3 separate regions of the Mus musculus genome follow, and all the other regions are linked to region 2. Evidence: chromatin contacts called from public HiChIP or PLAC-seq and promoter capture Hi-C data. All regions are on one chromosome and are shown on one strand. The core of a region is the stretch at or near the end of the contact, and the rest is flanking DNA. Distances in the headings are between cores, read along the strand shown.

The links. Promoter capture Hi-C pulls out the DNA fragments that hold promoters and counts their contacts. HiChIP or PLAC-seq counts read pairs in DNA pulled down with a chosen protein or histone mark.
Region 1: an H3K27ac HiChIP or PLAC-seq map of double positive thymocytes shows a contact between it and region 2, with 5 times the contacts expected there. The contact joins the promoter of Sh2d2a here to the promoter of Atp8b2 in region 2. A contact is called at or near these places in 1 of 39 promoter capture datasets (liver) and 1 of 115 datasets of contacts at active chromatin or transcription factors (double positive thymocytes).
Region 3: a promoter capture Hi-C map of liver shows a contact between it and region 2, with 4 times the contacts expected there. The contact joins the promoter of Rrnad1 here to the promoter of Atp8b2 in region 2. A contact is called at or near these places in 4 of 39 promoter capture datasets (hippocampal neurons, liver, pre-B cells and 1 more) and 1 of 9 other capture datasets (liver).

Annotation. Positions count from the first base shown.
Region 1 is chr3:87,845,006-87,848,559 of GRCm38.p6, reverse strand. Sh2d2a (SH2 domain containing 2A) reads right to left here and starts at 1,805. Exons shown (of 7, transcript NM_021309.3): 1 at 1,453-1,805; 2 at 769-923; 3 at 21-202. The coding sequence starts at 1,486.
Region 2 is chr3:89,961,327-89,965,319 of GRCm38.p6, reverse strand. It overlaps Atp8b2 (ATPase, class I, type 8B, member 2), which reads left to right and starts at 1,982. Exons shown (of 28, transcript NM_001081182.3): 1 at 1,982-2,163. It also overlaps the pseudogene Aqp10-ps.
Region 3 is chr3:87,927,956-87,931,997 of GRCm38.p6, reverse strand. It overlaps Rrnad1 (ribosomal RNA adenine dimethylase domain containing 1), which reads left to right and starts at 1,803. Exons shown (of 8, transcript NM_153562.4): 1 at 1,803-2,142; 2 at 3,950-4,042. The coding sequence starts at 2,032. Isg20l2 (interferon stimulated exonuclease gene 20-like 2) reads right to left here and starts at 1,684. Exons shown (of 4, transcript NM_177663.4): 1 at 1,387-1,684; 2 at 1-667. The coding sequence starts at 514.

The DNA.
Region 1 (3,554 bases), core at 556-3,055, 2.1 Mb after region 2:
TGCCTTCCTCTGTGACTCACCTTCTGGTGATGAAGCCATGGAACCAAAGAGGGGCAGTCTTGAGCAAGAGCCAGTGGGCCTGGGTCTTCTGGACCCATGCTCTGGTCTCAGCTTGCAATGACAGGTCACCTTTCCCAGGCACCTCTTCTGCCCTATCGGCATTCCCTAGGACCCAGGCAGTTCCTGGGGCTGAGGCAGAGACCTGGACATGAGAAGTCATGGACAGAAGCGGCCACGATTAGCAGACTTCTAACCCTAAACTGCCTCCTGTTTATCCTCATTCCAGCCCCTCCCCCAGTCTATTTTAGGGTGAGATTGCCCAGAAAGTCCTTTCTAAGGTCACTGACTTAAATTCCTTCTGTATCTTCCATACTGGCCCCAGAGGGCAGGAGATGGTACAGGAAGTCACCTCAGGCCAGGGGAGGGTGACTTCATCTCTAATAAAGGAGACTGAGCTGGTGGGTGAGAGGAAAGGGGACTGAAGAAAGATCTGGAATGCTCTGGGCAAATGGACGTGCTGGCACAGCATGCAGACAGTTGCATTTGGTGTCAGTGTACTGTGTCCTGGTCCCCTGATGACTGGGCCTGAGATTTTTCAGGGCCAGAGAAACTGAGGGCAAGTGGGTAGCTATGTACGGGAGGAAGGAACTCCCCACTTCCTGCTTCCGGTCCCCAGCTTGCATTTTGACATGGGTTCATGTGCACACCCTCATCCTCGAGAGGATGGTGGTGGATGAGGCAGCTGCACCCACCTAGGTTTCTACTCACCACCGTGTGGTTAGTTCTGGGGCTGAGCTGAACCCCCTGTTCCTTCATAACTTGCATGCTGGGCCTGCTCCCACAACTCAAGTTCTGGCATCTCCCCTGGGTCAGGTTCATTGGCTGGAAGGTGTTGAAGGTTGATGAAGTAGCTTCATGATTCCCTGTTGGCACAAGGGAGGCTGGTGGGGTTTCCCAGAGGCAGGCCATCTTTCCCTCCCTTCTTTACTTCAGGCTCTTAAACATCTCCAAAGGGGCTTTTCCCAACAGGGACAGTCATGAGGACAGGAGAAGTGCAAGTGTGTACCAGGGAGGTAGCGGGTGGGAATCCCAGGGATAGGAATAAGGAGTCAAGGTGTTTCAAAGGGACTGGTGGCAAGAGAAGGGTTGTCCGTAAAGGGAGAACCCTGGGGTCTAGGCTGAGCCTCTGAGGCCTGGAAGCCCCGTAGAGAGGTAGTCCCTTAGGCCAGGCCTTCCCTTGATCTCGACTCCTCTGTCTTTCACCCTCCCATTCCAGGCTCCTAAAAATCTCTTGGGATCCTGTCCCCTGCCCTCAGGGATGCAGAGATGTGGAGCCCCAGAGATGGAGTAGAAGCAGTGGACACTAAGGCAGCTCTGGCTTGGGTCAACTGCTTAGCTGTGAAGTGGAGGCTGAGGCTCAGGAAGGGAGCAGAGAGAAAACTTTATACGTACCTTGGGGGCATGGTTGGGCCAAGCAGAACTCCATGGAAGCAGGTGTGGGTGCTCTCAAAGGAGGTGCACACTCGGCAGCTGCTCATCTCTCCTCTCCCTCCTTCCCCCAGGGACAGGAAATGTCGCTTTACCCACCTCCTTTGTCTCGAAAAGGACCCACGTCATGGAAAGTGCAGTAACACACCAGTCCTGTCTCTGGAAGCCAGGCACTTGGGGTAGTGGTGGGCTACTCTGTTAGGTGTGAGGTGTTCTTGCTATCTGACCTTTGTCCCCTTCTCCAAAAGTGTTATAAGGCTTCTCAGAGATTCATACTCAGAAGTTTGCATTGAGAAGATACATGAGGTGAGTGGGGCAGAGCTGCAACAGGAAGGATGTGGGTCAGACCTCTGGAAGGACTTTTGTGTATATACGTATATGTGTCTGTGCTTGTTCAACGTATGTGTTATACCGCAGGTGCACTTGCCTATATGTGTAACAAGGAAACTAAAGGTTGAGGCAAGTGGCTTCCCCAACCATTCTCCACCTTATTGAGACAAGGTCTTTCACTGAGCCTTGAGCTCATAATTTCAGCTAGACTGGCAGGTCAGTTAACCCCCTGGGATTCACTCATCTCCTCTTAAACCAGCACTGGGGCCACGGACATGTGCACACTGAGGTTCCTATCTCAGCCTAAATGCTTGAATAGCAGGGACTTTGCTCACAGAGCCATTGCTCCAGCTGCTGGGGACTCGGTTAGCTATGTGGGACCCACGAGACCTGGGTTAGAGAGGAGGGGCCTGATGTTCATCTTTGAGCAGATGGTGGATTTAGATTAGGGCAACACTAAGCAACCTTAGGGGATTCTCTAACTAAACAGGTCGCTGCTAGGAATGGCAGGATTGGCTGTTGGGGTTGACTCTGAGCTATCTCACAGCTTTGTCCACTGTGTGCTTCCAAGCAAGTAGTTGCTATCTTGGGAGGCTGTGGAGCTTGTAAGAGGTAGGTACCAGAGGCAGGGTATACTGGACAGGCAGGGTCTTCTGCATCTTTTGGCATCTACCCAGGAAACCAGATCCTATGACCTACACCAAAGTATTTAACAGTATTTAGAAATGCAAAAGACAGCATATCTTTTATCCCAGGCCCAGCACTCAGAAGGCAGAGGCAGGGGGATATCTGAGTTTGAGGGAAGCGTGGTTTACAGAGTGAGTTCTAGCGCTGCTAGGGCTATATAGAAAAAAAAAGTGTCTTGGAAAACAAACAAACAAATAACAAAGACCACATCTGGAATATCACAATAGCCAACACCAGACATAGCCATGGTGATAAAGACATCCTGGTGCTGGCATGAAAGGAGAGGGTTATGCCAGTGCAAGAGAGCAGAGACCATGGAAAGAAGCTCACAGAGCTATGTCCCCTTCATTTTTGACAAAGGAGACAAAAGCATATAGGCATAAATTTTTCTCAGCCTACTTTAATAAGCGTTCAACCTCCCCTCTAGCCCACCACCCACCAGAGGTAGTGGAAAAGAAATGTTATTAGGGCATGGGGAAAGTGGACCTGTTTAGAAATAGTTCTTTGGGGGTGTTTCCAATCTTCATTGTCAGGATATCAGTAATCCAGTCCAGTGGCAAACACCAAACATGAGTCAGCAGCTGCACTCCATCCATTCAGCAATCACCACTCACGAATCAGCAACTAAAGTTCAATCCCGAAGAATCCAAAAGGGTTGCCAACCTGCCAGAGGCCGAGGAAATGGCAAGAAGTTGCAGGAACCTCAGGACAAGTTCTTTGGTGAGTTTCTTTTTATGAAGTCACCATAGGCAGAGCTCAGCAATGCAACATAAGGCAAACCAATATATGCATGTTGTCAGCAAAGAATAGTGAGGCAGAGCAAAGCAAACCAATGTTCTAGCTCCCACTGTCTGGGGGGGGGTCATATTTACATCCCTTCATCACGCATCCTTTCACCTGTGTCTGCTTCAGCAAAACATTCTTTCACGTGTCTGTCTAGCAAAACATCCTTTCACCCGTGTGCCCCAGCAAAACATCATTTGACATCACTGACTTTCCAATGAAACCAAAAGTTTCCACTTCAAAAGCATGCAGTGAAAAGAATCCCA
Region 2 (3,993 bases), core at 733-3,232:
GTGCTACCATGTCCAACCTGAGTTCTATCCACTTACATACTGCCCTTGTATTCTTAGAACAGTGTTCCTTCTTCAGCTGGCAAGTTCTCCCTTCCTTCATAGCTCTCCTGCATCCCCCCTCCCCCTTTTCATGCATATAGTAGGTTCAGAGGTGTCCTTGGGCATGCCATACTACTACTTTGGGCTTTAGTGACTCCATCCGTAAAAAAGTCTATTCAGTTTATTCTGCAAGACTAGAGGTTGGACTAAGTTCTGCTGGGGGTTGCTTCCTAAGTGCTTCCCATTCATGAATGTGAACCCATGCTCACTGTTGGATGTCATGACAGGAATAGTGTGAGGGCCTGCCTTACTAGTCCTGGCTTATGGGAAGAGGTGTGTCTAAGAGCCACCTCTGACCCCTCCCTTTGTCTTTCCATTACAGCGCTGGTAATGGCTGGTGGTGGGTGCCTCCAGTGGCTCCTATGGTGGGGGCCACCCTGGGCACAGCCGAATACCAGCTCCTGGTGGCTCTGCACCATCCTGAGGATTTAGAACCATTTCCAAAGGTGATGGCATCTCAACTCAAGGCTTCAGACTTGGTTACTCTAGCTCAGCTGGAGTGTAAGCTGTGACAAGGACCAATCTTATCCCACTCTGCAAGAGCACCATGAGCTGGCCAGCACGCAAGACAGATATTCTTTGTATTACTATGCCAGACTAGGACACTTCTGTTTACCACTCCTGAAGGACTCCAGACTGGTCTTCTACCCTGGGAGCTTCCAGGCACGCAGTTCCTTAAAGGAGCCGCCAGAGGGTGTGCACGCTGGCTTTGGGAAGGTTTCTAGAATCGGGTGGGTGGAGGGATCCTAGGATCCTTTGAGGGGTAGGGCCTGGGAGCTTCTCGAGAGAAGCTTGGTTTCCTCTACTCTCCCTTCTTCACTTTTTCGTCTTAAGACGAGGTCTCCCTATGGAGTACTGAAATCTTCTATGCAGACCATAACGGCTTTGACTTCAGCGTGTTACTCAACACACCTAACAAGAGTGAATCTTTTTTTTTTTTAATGGTTTTTCGAGACAGGGTTTCTCTGTATAGCTCTGGCTGTCCTGGAACTTTTTGTAGACCAGGCTGGCCTCCAATTCAGAAATCCGCCTGCCTCTGCCTCGGAGTGCTGGGATCGAAGGCGCACGCTGGGACCAAAGGCATGCGCCACCACGCCCGGTTTAAGAGTGAATCTTTTTAACAAACAAAACCCAGTTTAAGTTTGACTCGGAAGTGATGGAGCACGCCTAGGGTCTCTGAGAATTTCAGGCCTTTCAGAGCTACATAGTGAGACATCCCCTCCCACTGACTCAAAACAACAACAACAACACAACAAAACCACTCGTACTTTGTGGCATTAGGGATTTGATTTAGGGCCTAGGCAAGGGCTCTGCCTCGGAGCTATCTTCCTGTCTTCTGGCTGCCAGCTCGGGAAATCTCTACGTTTCCTACCTTTGGCCTGACAGGAGCGCCAACGACCTCAGATAGTTCTTCGAGGTGTGTGTGTCCGCGCGCGTAATATACCACCCAAGGGAATGTGGTAAGGGGCAAAGTCAACTACTTATCGTCAGGAGAACCAAGTGGAGAAACTGAGGCACAACTCCCAGTCAATGCATAGCTGTGCCTTTTCAGGAAGTGAAAGGCCTTGAGATGAGCCAGGGCGAGGAGGGAAGCACAGCAGAGACTTGGGCTAGAGAGAAGTGTGCTACGGGGCTTCTTCATCACTACTCCCGCATCAGGCTCCTCCCCGAAGATGGTTTCTGGCAGAGAAAGCAGCATTCGCTCGGTTTCTGGCTTCCAAAATAAAGCAGCAGCATCCCAGCGTCCTCCAGCCTCGCCGATTGTGTGCGTGTCCCGGCTGGAGCTTGGGACCCCCCCCTTCCCTACGCACCAAGATGGCGCACGCCGCGCCCCTCACCTCCCCAAAGCCCCTCCCGCCCCCCGCCCGTGGCCGCAGCCGTCACTTCCGCCCCGCGGCCGAAACTGACACAAAGTAGCGGGCCGGGGCCCCGGGGGGGTCAGGAGAGCCGGGCTGCTGTGGGGGGGCGGGAGCCTGCGGGCAGCGGAGCCGAGCGCCCCCGCCCCAGCCCCCGGCATGGGCCGGACGGGGCCGCCGGGCCGAGCGCCGCGCGCGGAGCGCTAAGGTAAGGCGCTGCCACCGTGGGGCCGGGGGTGTGGACCGGGAGGGTCGGCTCTGGGAGGCGCGGGCAGCGGTGCCACGGGGAGCGGCTGTGGGAGGCTGGAGAGAAGGGCTACCAGGATGGAGAGAACCGGTAGCTGTGCGCAAGCTGGGAAAATGGGGCCCCGAAGGGGCGTGCGGAGCTGGGGTGTGAGGAGTAACCTGGTGCCAGCCTTTAGGTGCCTAGAGAGGGAGTTTGGGGCTGATAGGATTTGTCCCGGGAAGGTGGAGGTCTCTCTGTGCCCCAGGAAAACCAAGGGTGCCAGGGATGTTAGCTTTGGGAGCTCAGAGCTGTGTGGTGGGTCCTGGATACTGTCCTTGGAGAGGGAAGGAAGGTGGCCTCCGGTATTATTGTTTTCTCCTGTCTCGTCTATCTGCTAGCTTCCCCTGAAAAGGCTCTTGGTTGGAAAGGAGCGGAGGCCAGACCCAGAGGAGGAGTCTTTTTTCCTTCGTGGAGCGCTGCCTCTTTCCCATGGCTGGCTATTTTTATCCCAGATGTGGCTGCAGAGGGGGCTGGGGTAGGGTGACGGGGCAAGGCGACGTGGCTGGTGGGCCTAGTCGGTTTAGAAAACCAGGATATCCTGAGAGGGGGACCTTGTTACTGCACCCCTCTCGAGGATTGGGGCCAAAGTTGTTCTCAGTCTCCCCAGGGTCCTAGAGGTAAAAGTACTTTCCTGATCTGTATCCAGACTTGACGCTTGATGGTCAGCTTGCTCCACTGTTAACTCTTTCCAAGAAGGAAGACCCAGATGTTAGGGCTAACGATGCTTGATAGCCTCCCACTCGAGTGGGGCTGGGTAGGAGCCAGCAATGCCCACCCTGCATCCTCTCCTTTAGCGTCTGGTTCCACACTCCACCCTCCCCGTGACTCATGCTCTAGATTGGGTGGAGACCCTGGCTGGGGCCCTGGAAGAGGGTTTGGCATCGCCAAATTGTTCATGAGGTTTTTCTTCCAGAGCCAAGGGGGCAGCCACTGTTGCTTGCCACAGTTGTGGAGAGTCAGGAGTGAAAAGGACTTAGTGCCCCTCAGGACTGTCTGCTCTGAGGTCAAGGAGGGAGTGCACATTAGTGAAGGGAGAGCGGGAGAGGATGGCTGGGCTAGGACCACAGTCAGTAATTACAGAGATTGGGCAGACAGGCAATTAGTATCTCTTGGGACTGACAGGCTAGAGGCAAGGGAACTAAGGAGGGGCAAGGCTTTCCATCTGAAGGAAGAGGAGTTTCCTGTGGCCTGGACTTACACCTTTTTAGGAGAAAGTACATGAGAGGGTGGGAGGAAGCAGAGGCTCTCTTGAGCCTGTTCTTAGTGTCATTCTGACTGGAGTAGACTCGGGGTGAGAGAGAATGGTGACCCCTTAGCAGGACTGGGAAGACCTCTCTGATGGCCCCAGAGGGTGGCTGGACAAGATTGAGAGGAAATGGTTTGAGGACTGTCTGCAGGAAGTGGTGGCCATGTGTCTGATGAGAACCCTCCTGGGGAGGAGGTGATAATGGAAGCCCCAGTAATGAAAGTAGGGGTGGGGACATTAGGAGCTTTCTAGAAGGGTGGAACATGGCCACCCTGCTTCCTGATGCTCTGCCAGGTGTTTCCTGGTTCCTAGCTCTCCACCCAACCCACTAGGGCACATTCTGCTTTCTAGTACCGGCAGCAGCTGTCATTGCCACTAGGACGGCACACGGGACAGCCATTGTTCCTCAGGTGGATACCTTGAGAGCTACGTCTCACTTGTTATATCTGGTCTCTTCTAGGCCCTTTCCCTATAGGCTCTGGCTTCTGTAAATTCTCAGTTCCCTC
Region 3 (4,042 bases), core at 554-3,053, 2.0 Mb after region 2:
GTACAGCATTTTTCTTCAAGGGCTTCTTCTTGGAGCCTTTATCCTTTGACTGAGCTTGGGTGGAGTTCTCTGTAGCAATTTTCTTTTTCAAGGACTTCTTCTTGGAGCCCTTCTTCTGGGTGCTCTTAGTCTTTGGAAGGGCACTCTGAAACTCCCCTAGCAAATCTATTTTAGACACAACAGAAGCAGTCTTCTTTGAAGGAGCAGGGGTCAGCCAAGACAATGGTGCTTTCTTGTCTTTGGACTGCTCTGAGTCCCTCTTGGAGGCAGCTGCCTCTTTCTTCTTTGGGCATGGAAGGATCTTCAAAATGCCATCTACTCTTGAAGTTTCCCCTTTCTTTGGAGGTTCTGAGTTCAACTTAGACACCTTGTTAGGGGGTTGGTTCTTTTTATTCAGAAATCCTTTCTGTTCCAAGAACCTTCGCTTCTTGACAAAGCGTTGATGTTTGGCATTTCCTCCAAATGCCTTTTTCGAAGGTTGCCCAAAGTCTAAATTCAGGAGTATGGTAGACATGAGATCAGTGGATGGTGGGAGGAAGCTGGGAAGAATGGCTCACTGATAGCAAAAGGATGAGAGGCTCATCCTCTGTGGAATCCCATAGTTCAACATGTGGAGGTCTGCAATCAGCCTTGGGGACAAAGTAATCCTGATTCCCGCACCATAGGCCTGAGAGAAAAGAAGATCAGTTCTGGAAGACATAAGTGATAACTTCCACAAGCCCCAAAGCCCGGCTAACTACTGAAGCCTCCACAATTCACCTTTAGGTTGGTCTTAAAAGGGTTATTTCCCTTCTCCGGATCTCTGTGCCATTTTAAAAACTAAAGATGCTGGGGCTGGAGAAACGCCTTAGTAGTTATAACCTTGTTGCTCTCGCAGAGATATTAAGTTCAGTTCCAGGCACCCACGTTGTAGTAGTTCACAGCATCTGTACCTCCAGCTTCAGAAAAAACTAGATGCCTTCCGATCTCTGCAGGCCCCGGGCAATTAAACGATACACATACATAAATACAAACAAAACACTCAGACAAATAATAAATCTAATTACATAAAATGAGGGTGCTGAGGCTGCGGATAAAAAGATGTGGGACCCACGGAGATCGACTCTATCATGTCTATGAAGTCAAAACAAGGGCGTCAGATGAGACTTTTAAGTACCAGTGGTGAGAAGAAACAACACAAATACCCTCTGGATCACCCAGGAATTCTCAGCGTGCTACGAAATGAAGACCAAATCCAGGTGTCGCGCTCCCTCGGCTCCACGTGGGGGCGATCTCCTCACATACCTTACCTGTCTCCCACAGTAAGGACACAGTGGAGGGCCAGCCACCTCGGCCACCACATTCTTGACGATCCACGAACTATTCCCGAACACCCTATACACCTACCTCCAAGTTGGTTCCCCACTAAGATCGCAAGCGTCCGAAGCCGGATGCAGGCGCAGGCGCGCGCCGACGTATGCCGGGACGGCAAGAACGCGGGCGACAACGGGAAGGCGGCCGGCGCGCACGCGCCCGCAGCGCCCCCACCTCAGGCAGCGAGGCCAGCGACTCGGAGTGCGTGAGCAGCGGGAACGGCGGTGGCGGCGGCGGCGGCGTGGGTGGGGGCGGGGGCGGGATGCGCTCCCCGGCCCCTCGGGCCCCGTGGAGGTACAACTCGAAGGTGGTGGGCCGCGGGAAGCGGAACAGAGTGCGCCGGAACCGTGGTCCCACTTCCGGGAGGGAGGGTGGGACCTGCAGCTGACCCCCTCGCCGTAAGCTGGTGCTGGGCGCGCTTCTGTGACGTCTCCGAGTCCCCTGCGGCTGCGCAAATGGCTTGGCCCAGTGGAAGTCGTGACGTTGGGCAAGTGCGCCTTGTTCTAAGGATTTGTAATAGGACGGGATCGCCCTGAGAGGTGTCGTCGGGCGGGTTCGGAGTTCTTGCTTTGCGTCGGGCGTGCAGAATTGAGTCCGGTTTGGGTTGCATGGTTTCGTGGTACCGACCTTGTGTCTCCTCACCTCCTCCCTCCTTGCACCGACATTTCACGCCACAGGATGCGGGGCGTTTCAGCCCATGGCCTCTCGCATGAGGAGAGAAGGCAACTGGCTGTGGACCTCACCCGCGTCCTAGCTCACTACCGTTCCATCCTGGACGCCTACATCATCGTGAGGCCACCGGGCTGAGGGCGGGGTGCTTCTTGGGGGGCGGGGGGTGAATAGGAGCCCACTGCAGAGAAAATGTGGAGACAGCTTTTATCTCTTCCTAATAAGGAACGCGTTGACTACTAGAATACTTTTCACCCAGCCTTCTGACTCTAATACTTAAGTTTTGTTTGTTTCATTTGAAACCCCACAACCAACATTTGGCCATGCTACAGTTGCATAGAAACATACGAGAAACGAGATGTTCCATAGGATATCCTCCACTAAAGGCAATAAAGAGTGGGTTGGGGAAGAGGAAGTGCTTGGCCAAATGTGGTGTACCCTTGTAATCCTGTCACCTAAGAAGTAGATGCAGGAGAATCGGGAGTAAAAGGTTCCCCTGGGCTACAAAACAAGTTCTAGGGCAGCCTGGACTGGACGATGTTACTTTAAAAAAGGAGGGGAGGGAAACAAAACAGGGCAGACATACATAAAGTTACCTTTCTGTAATCTCGCCCCTCAGAAGACTAAGGCAGAATTGTCTTGACTTGCAGCCAGCTTAACGAGTGTTGAGACATGTCTCATTTCCCCCCAACTCCCCCCCACACACACAGAAGAGCACCAGCAAGGCTTGTGGGTGGGGTGATTCTCAACCTTCGTGATCCTACATCCATCCATTTAGTACAGTTCCTCATGTTGTGATCTCCAACTATAAAAGTATCTTTTGTTGCTACTCTGTAACTGTAATTTTACTACTGTTATGAATCGTAAATACCTGATATGCGGGATAGCTGAAGTGTGAACCCCCAAAGAGGTCCCAACCTACAGGTTGAGAACCGCTGTTTTAGGGTAAATGTTTGTCTAGGACTAACAAGATGGCTATGTGGTTAAAAGCATTTTTGTTTGTTTGTTTTTTGTTTTTTCGAGACAGGGTTTCTCTGTATAGCCCTGGCTGTCCTGGAACTCACTTTGTAGACCAGACTGGCCTCGAACTCAGAAATCCACCTGCCTCTGCCTCTGGAGTGCTGGGATTAAAGGCATGCGCCACCACGCCCACGCCCGGCTTCCTAACAAGGCTTTTAATTGCTCCTTAATTAGTTCATTATTTTCAGATGGGTACTCACTATGTTGAAATATCTCATGGAGATATTCTGGCCTTTGCCACCTGAGTGCTGGGATCCTTTAATAATAGACACCATACCTGGCCCCCACAGCCCCAGAATTTTAAAAGAACAAATGAATGAATTAAAATACACAGCTGTCTGGACCATAAAATAGCAGGTTACTAAATAGTTACCTGTTAATGCTGTGGTGAGATCATGCTAGTGATGCATGATTTAAAAAAAGAAAAGAAAAGAGACATTGGTCATGCTGGAGAGATGGCTTAGGGGTCAAGAGATTTTCCAAAGGACCCAGGTTCAACTTCCAGCACCAACATGGCAGCTCACAACTGTCTTTTAACTTCTGTACTAGGGGATCTAACACCCTCACCCAGACATACATGCAGTCAAAACACCAGTGTATATAAAATAAAAATAAATAAAAATTTAAAAACAACCAACAGACCAAACAAGAAACTAAATGGAGAAAAACAGAAATGAATGGGGTGTTAATAATGAGAGGTGTACATATAGTGCAGTCTGTACCACATGGGTGCTAGTAGAGGCAGGGACAGGCTTGAGAGCTGATACAGATGGACAGGAGATACGGGCATCTTGTCATCTTGGGCACTAGTGCCAAAAAAGGCAGGTGATGAGCTGGAGAGTTGAGATGGGGCTGAGACAATGGGAATAGTTGTAGAGTCCTTCAAACTGCTTGGCTCCTCCTGCAGGAATTTTTCACGGACAGCCTGTGGGGCACACTCCCCCACTCATGGCAAGAAGCACTGGATGGACTGAACCCACCACAGCTGGCCACCCTGCTG